Linked DNA regions of Gossypium hirsutum: region 1 is linked to region 2. A link is a contact called in public Hi-C data. All regions are on one chromosome and are shown on one strand. The core of a region is the stretch at or near the end of the contact, and the rest is flanking DNA. Distances in the headings are between cores, read along the strand shown.

Region 1 (5,863 bases), core at 212-2,711, 360 kb after region 2:
ATCTGCACCATATCGAATTTGCAAATTGACCAGGTCAAATTCAGTCTCAAATATATTTAGATTCATGTTGCAATCACTTGGACCTTCATAAGTTATAACCCAAAGGCCTTTTCAGTAACCCAATTCCTATTGGGTCATCAACGTCCTCGAGGCCTACTACCTAATTGGTATTAATTGAAGTCAGGACAAGAGACTTGTCACACCTTCGATGTGCAAATGAAAAAGAAAAAAAATCAGGTTTATCGTTAATTTTTATATTTTATTAATATGATGTCATAAGTCATCCCCTACCAACTCAAATGTGAAATGATTAAATTATATTTTGATGCATAAATTAAAATTTTTATAAAATTATTATTTTTAAATATATCAAATTAATAAAAAATTAATTATGATAAAATTTGAATTCGAAATATTATACATAATAAATATCTAACTTTATGTAGTTAAAATATTGATAAATTTAATAAATACATTTATTACATAAAATTTTCTCATGTTTTTAATTAATTTATATATAATTTTAGTTTTTTAATAAAATTTAATTAATAAAAATATAATTTTTACTCACAGCGTGACTGGAATAAATAGTAGTTTACACATCGTTACTGCAACTAAAGTTTAATGCATGCAGTATATAATAAATAACTGAAATTTCATGGTTAGAGTCACCACGCATGGCTGCTTCATTTTCAACGGCTTACGTACCCCCCTTCTCCTCCGCACGAAACGAACTTTTTTCATCCTGTCATGGCTTCGGAAACAGCGACGTGAGATTGAAGCCCCAATTGAAGTTTCAGACTCAGTCTCTTAAACACAAACCCAGGCCTAAACGAGGTGAGTCGGTTAAGCGCGACGTGATTAACGAAGACGATAGCGTTGACGAGACTTACAACTCCGTCGACGATAAGCAGTTCGTGCTGTGGTTCCGTGAGGCTTGGCCTTACTTGTGGGCCCATCGTGGCGGCACTTTTGTTATTATTATTTCCGGCGAAATTGTTGCTTCCCCCTTCTTAGACGTCATTTTAAAGGCAAATACTAAATCAATAAAAGAAATTTAAAAAACTTCTAGATCTTATTTACGATCAAGGGTTTAAATTGTTTTTTTTCTTTTTCTTTTTATTTGCAGGATATTGCGTTTTTGCATCTCCTGGGGATCAGATTTGTTCTTGTTCCAGGAACTCACGTGACGATCGACAAGCTTTTGGCTGAGAAAGGTGATCCAATAAAAAAAAGGAAAACATTTCATGTTCTTTATTTCTCATTTTAGAAACATTTTTCTGCTGAATTTCAGCGAATATTTTATGTTCAATATTCCAGTCTTTATCTCTCGCTTTCACTATGATTAGACTTTTTTTGTTTACGTAAGTAGATTGTAACATTTAAGATGAACTATGAAACATTACAGGGCGTGAACCCAAGTATGTTGGCAGCTATAGAATAACAGACTCTGAATCATTAGACGCTGCAATTAAAGCGGCAGGAGGGATTCGTCTAACCATAGAAGCAAAACTTTCACCTGGACCTTCCATATTTAATATTCGTAGACATGGAGATACTAGCCGTTTGCATGAAGTTGGTGTCAGTGTTGCTGGTGGTAACTTCCTTGCAGCCAAGGTTAGAATGTTCCTGTTTTTTATATAACATTTGGATTTGGGTTATGCTTTTATGTAGATTTATGTTCTTCTCTTCGAAACTATGACTATACCCTTGTAAATCATATAGTGGGAATATATAATTTTTTTTCCTTGCGTGCTTACGTGTAGTGATGATGCGTGGCCTGTAAAAGCATGTTTTTTGCATGTGATATGTAGTTCGCTGTTAGACATCTTCTGTTTTTGCTTATTTTAATCTTTTTAAACCCTTTTGCAGAGAAGAGGAGTTGTCGAAGGTGTTGATTATGGAGCATCGGGTGAAGTAAAGAAAGTAGATGTTGCTCGCATGTGTGAGAGGCTTGATGGTGGTTGTATAGTGATACTAAGCAATCTGGGGTATTCTAGCTCTGGAGAAGTTTTGAATTGCAAGTATGCTATATAACTTTCAGTGGTATTTTATTGCAGCTTGCTTTTTATCTCTTATCTGATGAAGTGAAAATTCTTTGATTTATCATTCTAAAGGAGTTTTTTTTTTTTGGGGGGGGGGGGGAGAGATTAATATTGTGCAACTCTTATAGCAGCTATTGTTGATCAGGAAAGCCATCTGCAATGAGAAAAGGCATCTTTTCCCATTTTACAATTTCTATCTTCATTTAGTTCTAAGTTGCTTTTCTCATTTACTGAGGGATCACTTAGTTTGGTGTCTATCTCAGTAAGGTATATTTTTAGGTTTAGCAAGATGTCAATCATAAGGTTTTGGTAGAGAAATATCCCACTGTGGAAGTTACAATATCTTAAGGGATCGAATATACTTTGTCTCAGAATGAGCAGTCCTTATATTCTTTGCATATGTAGTTTGATTTTGAAAGCTAGTTCTATTTAACTAAAACTTATGTTTACTTCATGGTGCCTCATTACTAGCCTAAATTTTTTGTTTTACTTCCCACTGATTTTAACCTGATTGCTAATATACTTTTATGTTTTCATAAATTTCAGTGCGTATGAGGTTGCTACAGCTTGTGCATTAGCTATTGGAGCAGATAAACTTATTTGCATTATAGATGGCCCAATTTTGGATGAGTATGGACGCCTTATTAATTTCCTGCCTCTTCATGAAGCTGATATGCTAATCCGTCAGCAGGCCGAGAAAAGTGAGATAGCGACCAAATATGTGAAAGCTGTTGTTGAATATCTCACTAGCATTGGACATACTGATTCTACTGCAGTTGTCCACTGTTCGCAGAATGGCAAAGCTCCTAATAGTACATATTACGCAACCTTTCAGAATGGCATTGGTTTTGATAATGGCACTGGACTATGGTCTGGAGAACAGGGTTTTGCTATTGGAGGTCTGGAGCGGCTAAGTAGACTAAATGGTTACCTTCCAGAGTTGGCTGCTGCAGCTTTTGTCTGCAGAGTAAGTTACAATAGTTTCTCTGCCAACTTAGTAAATGTAGATACTTCCCCATGGAAGAAAAAAAATGGCCAATTGCAAGTTCTGCTTCATTGTCAGGGTGGTGTACAAAGAGTTCACTTGTTAGATGGCACAATTGGCGGGGTTTTATTGTTGGAACTATTCAAAAGAGACGGAATGGGGACAATGGTGGCCAGGTATTTGCAGTGAACTTATTGGTTAACCTTAAAGGAAATGTTTGCTGATAGGCAGAAAGCATTAGCATAAACATGGTCAGCTTAATTTCATATGTATCTGCATTTACTTTGTGAGTTCTTAATCCCTGAATGATTTATATCCTTGGATGACTTAGTGGACTCTCCCACTGAGGTGGAGGGTTAACCTAAAATGGATGTTTTTGCAACTAAGTAATCAGTAGAAGTAGAGTTAGGTACATATTATTTGAATTTACTAATAATTAAGAGGACTTTCTAGTACTATAACAATCCATTTTCCAACCTGGCTTTCAGAAGCATGTGACACTTCTTAGTTAGTTGTTGAGCGTGTGTAATGCACGAATCTGCCACATAACATTTAGCAACAGACAAAGTGGAGGGATATGTTGTTCTAATCCCTTTTCCAAAGATTAGGGATCTCAGAGCAACTTCTTGTGGCTGACTGTTGGAGTTTGAGTGAACTTTAACCGGGTAAAGTAAGAGTTGCAAACAGAACACCAACAACAACGTAATATACTCGGGTAAAGAATGAAGGAAAAAATGCTTGAAGTTTAGGCTTTAAGAGCAGAAATTGGAAGGAAAACAAGAACAGAACTAAAGCAAAGAAAGAAGGAGCATGAAGAATAGTTGAGAGTATTGATGGAAAAATGAATTGTATTTTTTCATACATACATCATAGGCAGATTGCCATTACATATATCAAAAATAAAAAAAAAAACTTACAAGTCAAATTTCTACCTAAACATACACCTACTTCTACTAAGCTTTCCAAATAACAAAAACTTAACTTGTACATTAACACAAAGCTGGTTAACAGCTCCATCAACATCAAATTACATCAATCAAAAAGCTTATAGCAAACTAGACTTCAAAATGAACAAAATATTAGTTCAAATCTAACAGCAACACAAAACCAAGGTTGCTGCATGCTTGTCACGAGCCTGCATGGCCAGCTTCCAGCTGCACTTGCTTCATACCAGCTGCATGGAGATCAGCTTCAACACTGACTTTTTGTTAATTTACATGAAATGCTGTTGCAAGATTTAGTAAGTCATTAAGTTGTTTTGCATTCTGTTCATCGACTCTGGTATTGCTTGTTATTTAGTGATCTATATGAAGGGGCTAGGATGGCTAAGGAAACAGATGTTGCTGGAATCAAGCAAATCTTACAACCTTTAGAAGAGTCTGGTACATTGGTTCGCAGGAGTGATGAGGAGGTATGTACTGTTTTAGTTATGAGCTTATTGGACCATAATAGACGTTTGGTCCTACTTTGCATGCTCTGTTTCTTCTACTTGTTCTTGGGATCTTTTGGTTGTAAAGATGAAATTTGTTAAAATTGGCCTCTGTTTCAAGTCTTAACAAACAAAATGGTAAGGGAAATTTGCATTTTTTCTTTTGGGTTGGAGCCAGCATCTGAAAATTATAATGTTGTGTTGTTTTTTGTTTGTGCAGCTAGTTAAGATCCTAGATTCATTCATTGTTATGGAAAGGGAAGGTCAAATTATTGCTTGTGCTGCTCTTTTTCCTTTCTTCAAGGACAAGTGTGGAGAAGTTGCTTGTATCGCAGTTTCTCCAGAATGCCGAGGACAAGGGCAGGGAGACAAATTGCTTGGTATGATGTTGAACATCTTAGACTTCACTACTTATGCCATATAGGAAATGATTATACTTTGCTACCTATTCTGGTGAAGTTGACAGAGTTGCAATGTGAGAATTTGCTGGTTTCTGTCTTATGGAAGCGTATAAATGTATTTGCTGGTAAGTTCAGTTCAGATTATCTACGCATAGAAGGATGCTGTATTTCATCTGAGTGTGATTTTTTGATTTTATGACCATCGTTTTGATTTGATATTTCTACTGGATATTATTATGTGGTCATCCAATCAGATCATTCCTAATAATAATTCTCTTGTTGGGCAGATTACATCGAGAAGAAAGTATCCTCCCTTGGATTGGACATGCTTTTCCTGCTGACTACTCGTCCTGCTGATTGGTTTGCATTTTTCTCCCATTACTTATTAAACATTAATTATTAAAAGCATGCAGCTATTTCATGCTTCATTTACTTATAAGTTTGAAGTACGTTTTTTAGTGAGAGAGAGAGAGTTTGGTTTTGTTGGAATGTTCTTTCGGTTTATCACTATTATGTATGTCCAGATCTTGACATGTAGAACTATACCAGTACCTATGAGTAAGAAAGTGAACACCCTACTATGGTTTTGCAGGTTTGAAAGACGAGGTTTCAAAGAATGTTCCATTGACATGATACCAGACAAAAGGAGGCTAAGGATTAATCTATCCCGTAAATCCAAGTATTACATGAAGAAGTTCCTAGCAGATCGGAGTGGAATTATTGCTGACAAAGCATTTGAATGAGCTAAGCAAAGGATAAAAGTTAAAACTATGTTGTTTCACTTTTCAATTTTGTTGAAATACTCAGGTTTGATACTCGTACTTGATGACATAGATATGAATATGATTCTCCAAATACATAGAAGAAACATTGAAAAATCTGATCATATACGTATCCAAAATAACATAAGATAAAGTGTCATGCCCCTTTAGTCAACCCTAACCAGGGATGACAACTTCATCCCATCTGGTTAGCTACAAAACCATATACTTAGTAGGGGAGG
Region 2 (5,819 bases), core at 66-2,565:
CCCCATGATATATTCCAATTCCATGCACAGATTTTGGCAATAGGAAGCAAGCCATTGTGTAAGTAGGAATAGCTTGTAAAACAACCTTCATAAAAACCTCTCGGCCTCCCTGTGAAATATGTCTTAAGCTCCAACTATTAATCCTTTGCTTTAAATGATCTTTTAGATTTTGGAAAGCCAACTTTTTTTTTCGCCCCACCATAATCGGAAGACCAAGGTATCTCTTAGGATTCATCGAGCATCGCACGTTAAGAATTTGAAAAACCAAATTCTTATCTTGGTCATTAACATTTGAATTGAAAAACACAGTTGACTTTTCAAAGTTTACGCACTGACTTGAACAATCCTCATATTGCTCAAGAATATCTTTTAGCACACAAATCCCCCTTCTTGAAGTTTCTCCAAATAGAATATAGTCATCGGCGAACATGAGATGGGTGATAGGTGGAGTTGATAGATTGACCTTAGCACCAAAAATTTTTCCTTCTTGTCTTGCAAGTCTCATTAATGCTGAAAGCCCTTCTCGTCAAAAAAGAAATAAATAGGGACTCAACGGATCCCCTTGGCGCAAACCCTTAGAAGCCTTGAAATTGGACCCTTCCTCCCCATTAATTAAAATTGAGCACTGGACAGAATTGACGCAATGGAGGGTAAGACTAATGAACCTGTCTTCAAAACCCATCTTAGCCATCATTTCTTTAATAAAAGGTCACTCCACTCTGTCATATGCTTTATTCATGTCCAACTTTAAAGCCATGAAACCTTTTTTACCCGACCTTCTATTCTTAAAAGAATGAACTTCATAAGCAAGTAAAACGTTGTCTGAGATAAGACGACCAGGAACATACGCGCTTTGGGCATCATCTATACACCCATCCAATACCTTTTGGAGTCGATTAGCTACTGTCTTGGCAATAATCTTGTAAATAACATTAAATAAGCTGATAGGGCGATGGTTTTTCAAATTGGTAGGATTAGCAATCTTTGGAATCAACACCAGAAGCGTCTTATTGATATCTTCCAAAGAACTACCATTATTCAGAATATCTAAATAGAAATCACAATTATACTTACCAACTATATGCTAGTACTTCTGGTAGAAAATTGTTGGAAAACCGTCAGCACCCGAAGCTTTTGTAGGACCCATCCCTTTAAGCGCCTCAAGAATTTCTCCCTCAACATAGGTAGCCAACAAAAGGTGATTCATACTCTTCGAAATACATGATTGAACCCTAGATAATATGTACTCCATATTTTAGACCCTAGAAGACGTAAAAAGCTCTGAAAAATACTTGCTAGCAATAGATTCCACCTCTTTACTTTCCATAGTTAGAGAGCCATCGTTTCGTTGAAGACCTCGAATTTGATTAATACGCCTTCTCTGGGATGCATGTTTATGGAAGAAAGCAGTATTCTTATCTCCCATTTTCAACCAATTAGCCCGGGCTCGTTGCACCCAATATTTTTCCTCCTTATCCAGCTCCATATTCAGATGAAGTTTGACCTTGGCAATCTTTTCTAAAATCTCCTGTGATCGCTTTTTGCAATTTAGTTCATCTAGCCTCCTATTAAGATGCTTCACATCCCATCCTCGGTTATGCCTAAACTTGTTCGCCCAAACTTTCAAACCATTAGCTAGATTATCTATGCGATTTAAGTATGAGCCAGAACTCCTCCCGTAGCTTTTAAATCTCCTCCTCACAGGAATCCTCTAGAGTCCATCAAGATTCAAAACAAAATCAAGCCAATTTTTTTCCCCAAAATAGCATTCTCCGTCTCAATTAACAGCGGGCAATGATCGAAAAAAGAGTGTGGCAAATGTTGCAAAGAGTATGATGGAAACATTTGTATCCACTCGTTTGTAGCCACTCCTCGATTGATTCGTTCTCGAATGTTATATTCCATTACTCATCCCCTCTCCCAAGTGAACCACGCTCCCGAAAAACCAATATCCTCCAAGCAACATTCTTCCAACGTTCTACGAAAACTCTTCATCCGAGCCTCTTCTCTTAGCAACCCCTCTATTTTTCATGGGCAAAAAGAATATCATTGAAGTCGCCACTGACTAACCAAGGGAGTGAATTATCTCTTCCCAACCTTCGAAGTAAATTCCAAGTTTCTTGTTTATTTCTGACCTCCAGAGCCCCATAGTACCCAGTAAATCTCCAACGGGGAGCATCTTCATCATCTTGAATTTCGACGTCTATATGATTTCTTGAATAACTCTTTAAAGTAACAAAATTTCTCCCATTCCATCTAAGACTTAGACCACCTCGGGAACCGTCAGATAGAATATCGATACCATTGAAAAAACCACAACGCCTTCTAACAACATCCATTCTTGACTTAATTTAGTTTATAAAGAAGACTACTTGGGGATGGTATAACTTCAGCATATACTGAAGTCTTCTAACTGCTCACAGACTCCCCAATCCGCGAACATTCTAGCCAAGATTTTCATTGTTGTCGGTTGGTTTGCCCACTGGCAGCTGTCGATATCTAATTGGAATGAACTGAAGGCCTATCCACAGCCTCTAATGAATCTTGACTCGTAGAAACATTAGAGCCCGGTATATTAACTTGCTATCTTTTTTTTTCGTCGTCATCGGAGAAAGGTTCCTCTTCCAATTCACAGTCCATATATGCCACCCCCAATCTAGGCAAACGGTCCAGCCCATTAGAAGTTTTTGTAACAACACCTTTCATTGAAACTCCCAGCAATTGATTTTTTCCACCCGTCAAATCTTCTCCACCATTACCACTCAAATTCTTTCCTTTCTGGGACTCATTTAAAGTAGCTAAAAAATTTGAACCTTCTAGATTAATTCCCAAAACAGAATTAAAATTACCCCCATAATTTCTTCCATAATTAGAGCTTGAGTGTTGGCGCCCAAATTTTAACTTTCCAAATTACTATTATCTCCACTCCCTCGCAACCAGACACTGTTTGCAATGGAAGCTTTCTTCCCCTGCGCCCTTAATGACAAATCCCAACCCAATTCCACTTCCTGCAATCCATATTGAAGCCGTTTCGGACAAAAACTATCTCCATGCCCAAGACATCCACATAAGAAATAGAATAATGCTAATTTTTCATACTTGAATTTAACATAAGTGGATTTACGAGATCATAATTTTTTTTCGTCTTATTAGGGGCACTCGAACATCAAGTTGAACACGTATGCGCATGTAATTCATATTACCAATTGCCAATTGCTTCGTATCATACTCCAGAAACCTTCCAATAAAGTTGCCAAATTGCACTGCCATGGAATCCCTATAGAAGTCTAGGGGTAAATCATGAATCTGAATCCACCAATTAGAGAACACCAAAGGAACAAACATTGGATCTTCATTTTCCCCAATCCTATGTAAAATCAAGAGATGATTATTAAAGGTCCAAGGAGCACCAGTAACAACCCTTGAAATATCAACCTCATTAAAAAATCTAAAGAGAATGTTTCTCTCCCAGATTTGTGATTTGCACGCCTTCCAAAGGATGCCAAATATTTGCCATTGTATTACTCATTGCTGGAAAGTGAACCACATTGGCAGTAAGAAAACAACCCACTAAACAAAAACTATAAACATCAACTTTTTCCTCAGCATCCTCCGGTATAGAAAATGCCTCCTCCTCTCCATCATCCAAACTCAACTCTGCCATATCCCTCTCCATCGATAAGTCAAAACCGTAAGCAATTTAATAACCTCAGTGACTAGAGCAGTAGCAAACACAAGTCGACAAAGGACAGAGACAAAAGAAAGAAACAGTAACACAACTAAAGGTGAAAAAAGAAACAAGAAAAGAGCGTGTAATGAACGACAGACAAAAACGTGCCAAAGCGGCAGACTACTAACATTATTTTTATTAAAATATTTGATTTAATAAATTTTATAATAAAAATTATCACACTTGTAAATAAGAACTCTTATTCCACTAATGTATTTTTAGTAAATGATTTTATATAACAATAAATAAAAAATAAGTTTTATATTAAATTAATTTTTATTTTTTAGATAAAAAATTACTTCATATTTAAACTATTATGTTTCCATCAAGCAATAAAGTAGAAAGAAAAAATATATATTAGTTTTTGTTTTAGATAGTAAATTTAATTATTTATATAATAACTTTATGTTTATATATAAAATTTAATAGATAATACATTTATATAATCTAATATATTATATTTATATTAATTATATTAACTATTATGGTTAATTTATTAATTATTAAGAAAAGAAAAAGGTGAATGATATATCAATTGCTATAGTTTGTACAAATGATTTAATAACAAATAGGAATATTTTATTAGCAATAGTTTTGTCGATTAGTGCATTTAGACTGCACTTGCTTCACATCTATCCTTAATGACTGCATTTCCCCCTCTATTCGATCGAAGAGTTAACCACATACAGTATGATCATTTGGGTTGATCATTTCCTGAGGTTTTTGCAAATAAGAAGGTTGATAATTAGCATTTTTAACTTGATTTTAAGTATTAACTCTTTGATTTTTGCCACATTTTAAATTTGGCTGGTCTTTCCATCTGGGGTTATAAGTATTTGAATAAGGGTTTCTACCCATATTCTCTATGTAATTCACGTCCTCAGTTGGATTGTTGATATAATGGAAGAGTGGTTTGTCCTCTCCATATATAGATGGTGCATTATTCATGGACTCTATGCGATTTATTCTGTCCACTAACTGCTGATATTTATCATCCTTCTGGACAACCTTCACCGTAGAGGGTCTTTAGCCATATGTACATCATTCAGTTGGCCACTAGTAGGAGTTTATCGCCATATTTTTTTATTAATTTGTATGCAACCTCGTAAGTTTAGTTCATTAAGGCTCCTCATGCGGGTCCTTCTAATCCCGGCCTTGCGTATAACATTTGTAGTCGTAACCACTCGGGCAGGCCGTGATGTGGACATTTCTGAATTAGCGTCTTAAAACACTCCCAAGCTTTTTGAAAACTCTCCCTCTAACTGTTTGAACATGAAAATCTCTCTTCTTAGCTGGACCATCTTGCTAATAGGGGAGAACTTTTGTAGGAATTTTCCTATAAGTTCGTCCTATGTCGTGATGGACCTTGGTGCCTGTGAACCTAACTAAGAAAAAACATTATCTATTAATGAAAAGGGGAAACAATGAAGACAAATAGCATCATTGGTAACACTGAAGACAAAGCTGAAGGAACTGCTTTAAATGTTGACTCGGGTCTTCCTCATTGTTCCTCAAAATCGCAAATTGTTTTGGCTCATCTGGATCATAGCGGGCTTGATTTCAAAGTTACTAGTTATGATGGCTGGCCTCATTATACTCCCTTGAACCATATCTAGATTCGGTAGCACATACTTCCTCAGAGTTCTTTCGTTACGTGCCATAGGATTGTTTGCGAGTAGTTGCGGTGGTGGTGGTGGTAGATCTTCTAAGTTATTATTTTAAACCTCTTCAAACAGTGGATTCTCATAAGGTAAGTTGCCTACAGCCGATGGTGGGTTCTGTTTTTACAGCTACTGTTGTTGTTGCTGTTGTTGTTGACGATTTCTAAGAATTATTTTTTTAGATCTGTGACTGGCTTTATAGGTGTGCCCCTATTACGAGTCATACAGTAAACCCAAAGATAATAAAGTTAGTAAAAATATAAAAAATAAAATTGTAGCTATAATCTAAAAATTTCCTAATTATTCTATTAAAATGACAATTATAATTAAATTAGTGATGTCTCCCTGAAAACGGCGCCAACAACTTGATCACCTCCGGACGTACCACGTCCAGAGTAAGAATCCTCCACAAAATATATCAATTAAGC

Evidence for each region. A called contact is a pair of places that touch in the nucleus more often than the background predicts.
Region 1: a Hi-C map of hypocotyl shows a contact between it and region 2, with 2.8 times the contacts expected there. The contact joins the promoter of LOC107959445 here to the enhancer-like site in region 2. A contact is called at or near these places in 7 of 34 Hi-C or Micro-C datasets (anther, callus, hypocotyl and 2 more).

Annotation. Positions count from the first base shown.
Region 1 is chrA11:61,982,654-61,988,516 of Gossypium_hirsutum_v2.1, forward strand. It overlaps LOC107959445 (probable amino-acid acetyltransferase NAGS2, chloroplastic), which reads left to right and starts at 1,462. Exons shown (of 9, transcript XM_016895516.2): 1 at 1,462-1,617; 2 at 1,873-2,024; 3 at 2,592-3,012; 4 at 3,109-3,206; 5 at 4,330-4,441; 6 at 4,680-4,839; 7 at 4,926-4,985; 8 at 5,148-5,220; 9 at 5,453-5,863. The coding sequence starts at 1,942. The coding sequence ends at 5,603. LOC121209908 reads left to right here and starts at 626. Exons shown (of 1, transcript XM_041081832.1): 1 at 626-1,123. The coding sequence starts at 678. The coding sequence ends at 1,061.
Region 2 is chrA11:61,619,311-61,625,129 of Gossypium_hirsutum_v2.1, forward strand. LOC121210223 (small nucleolar RNA R71) reads left to right here and starts at 4,921; the gene lies at 4,921-5,025. Within about 2 kb of position 1,316, at least 2 of the 9 cell types and tissues checked have an H3K27ac peak or open chromatin away from gene starts, as enhancers often do. A contact at or near this core is called in hypocotyl, where this site is marked.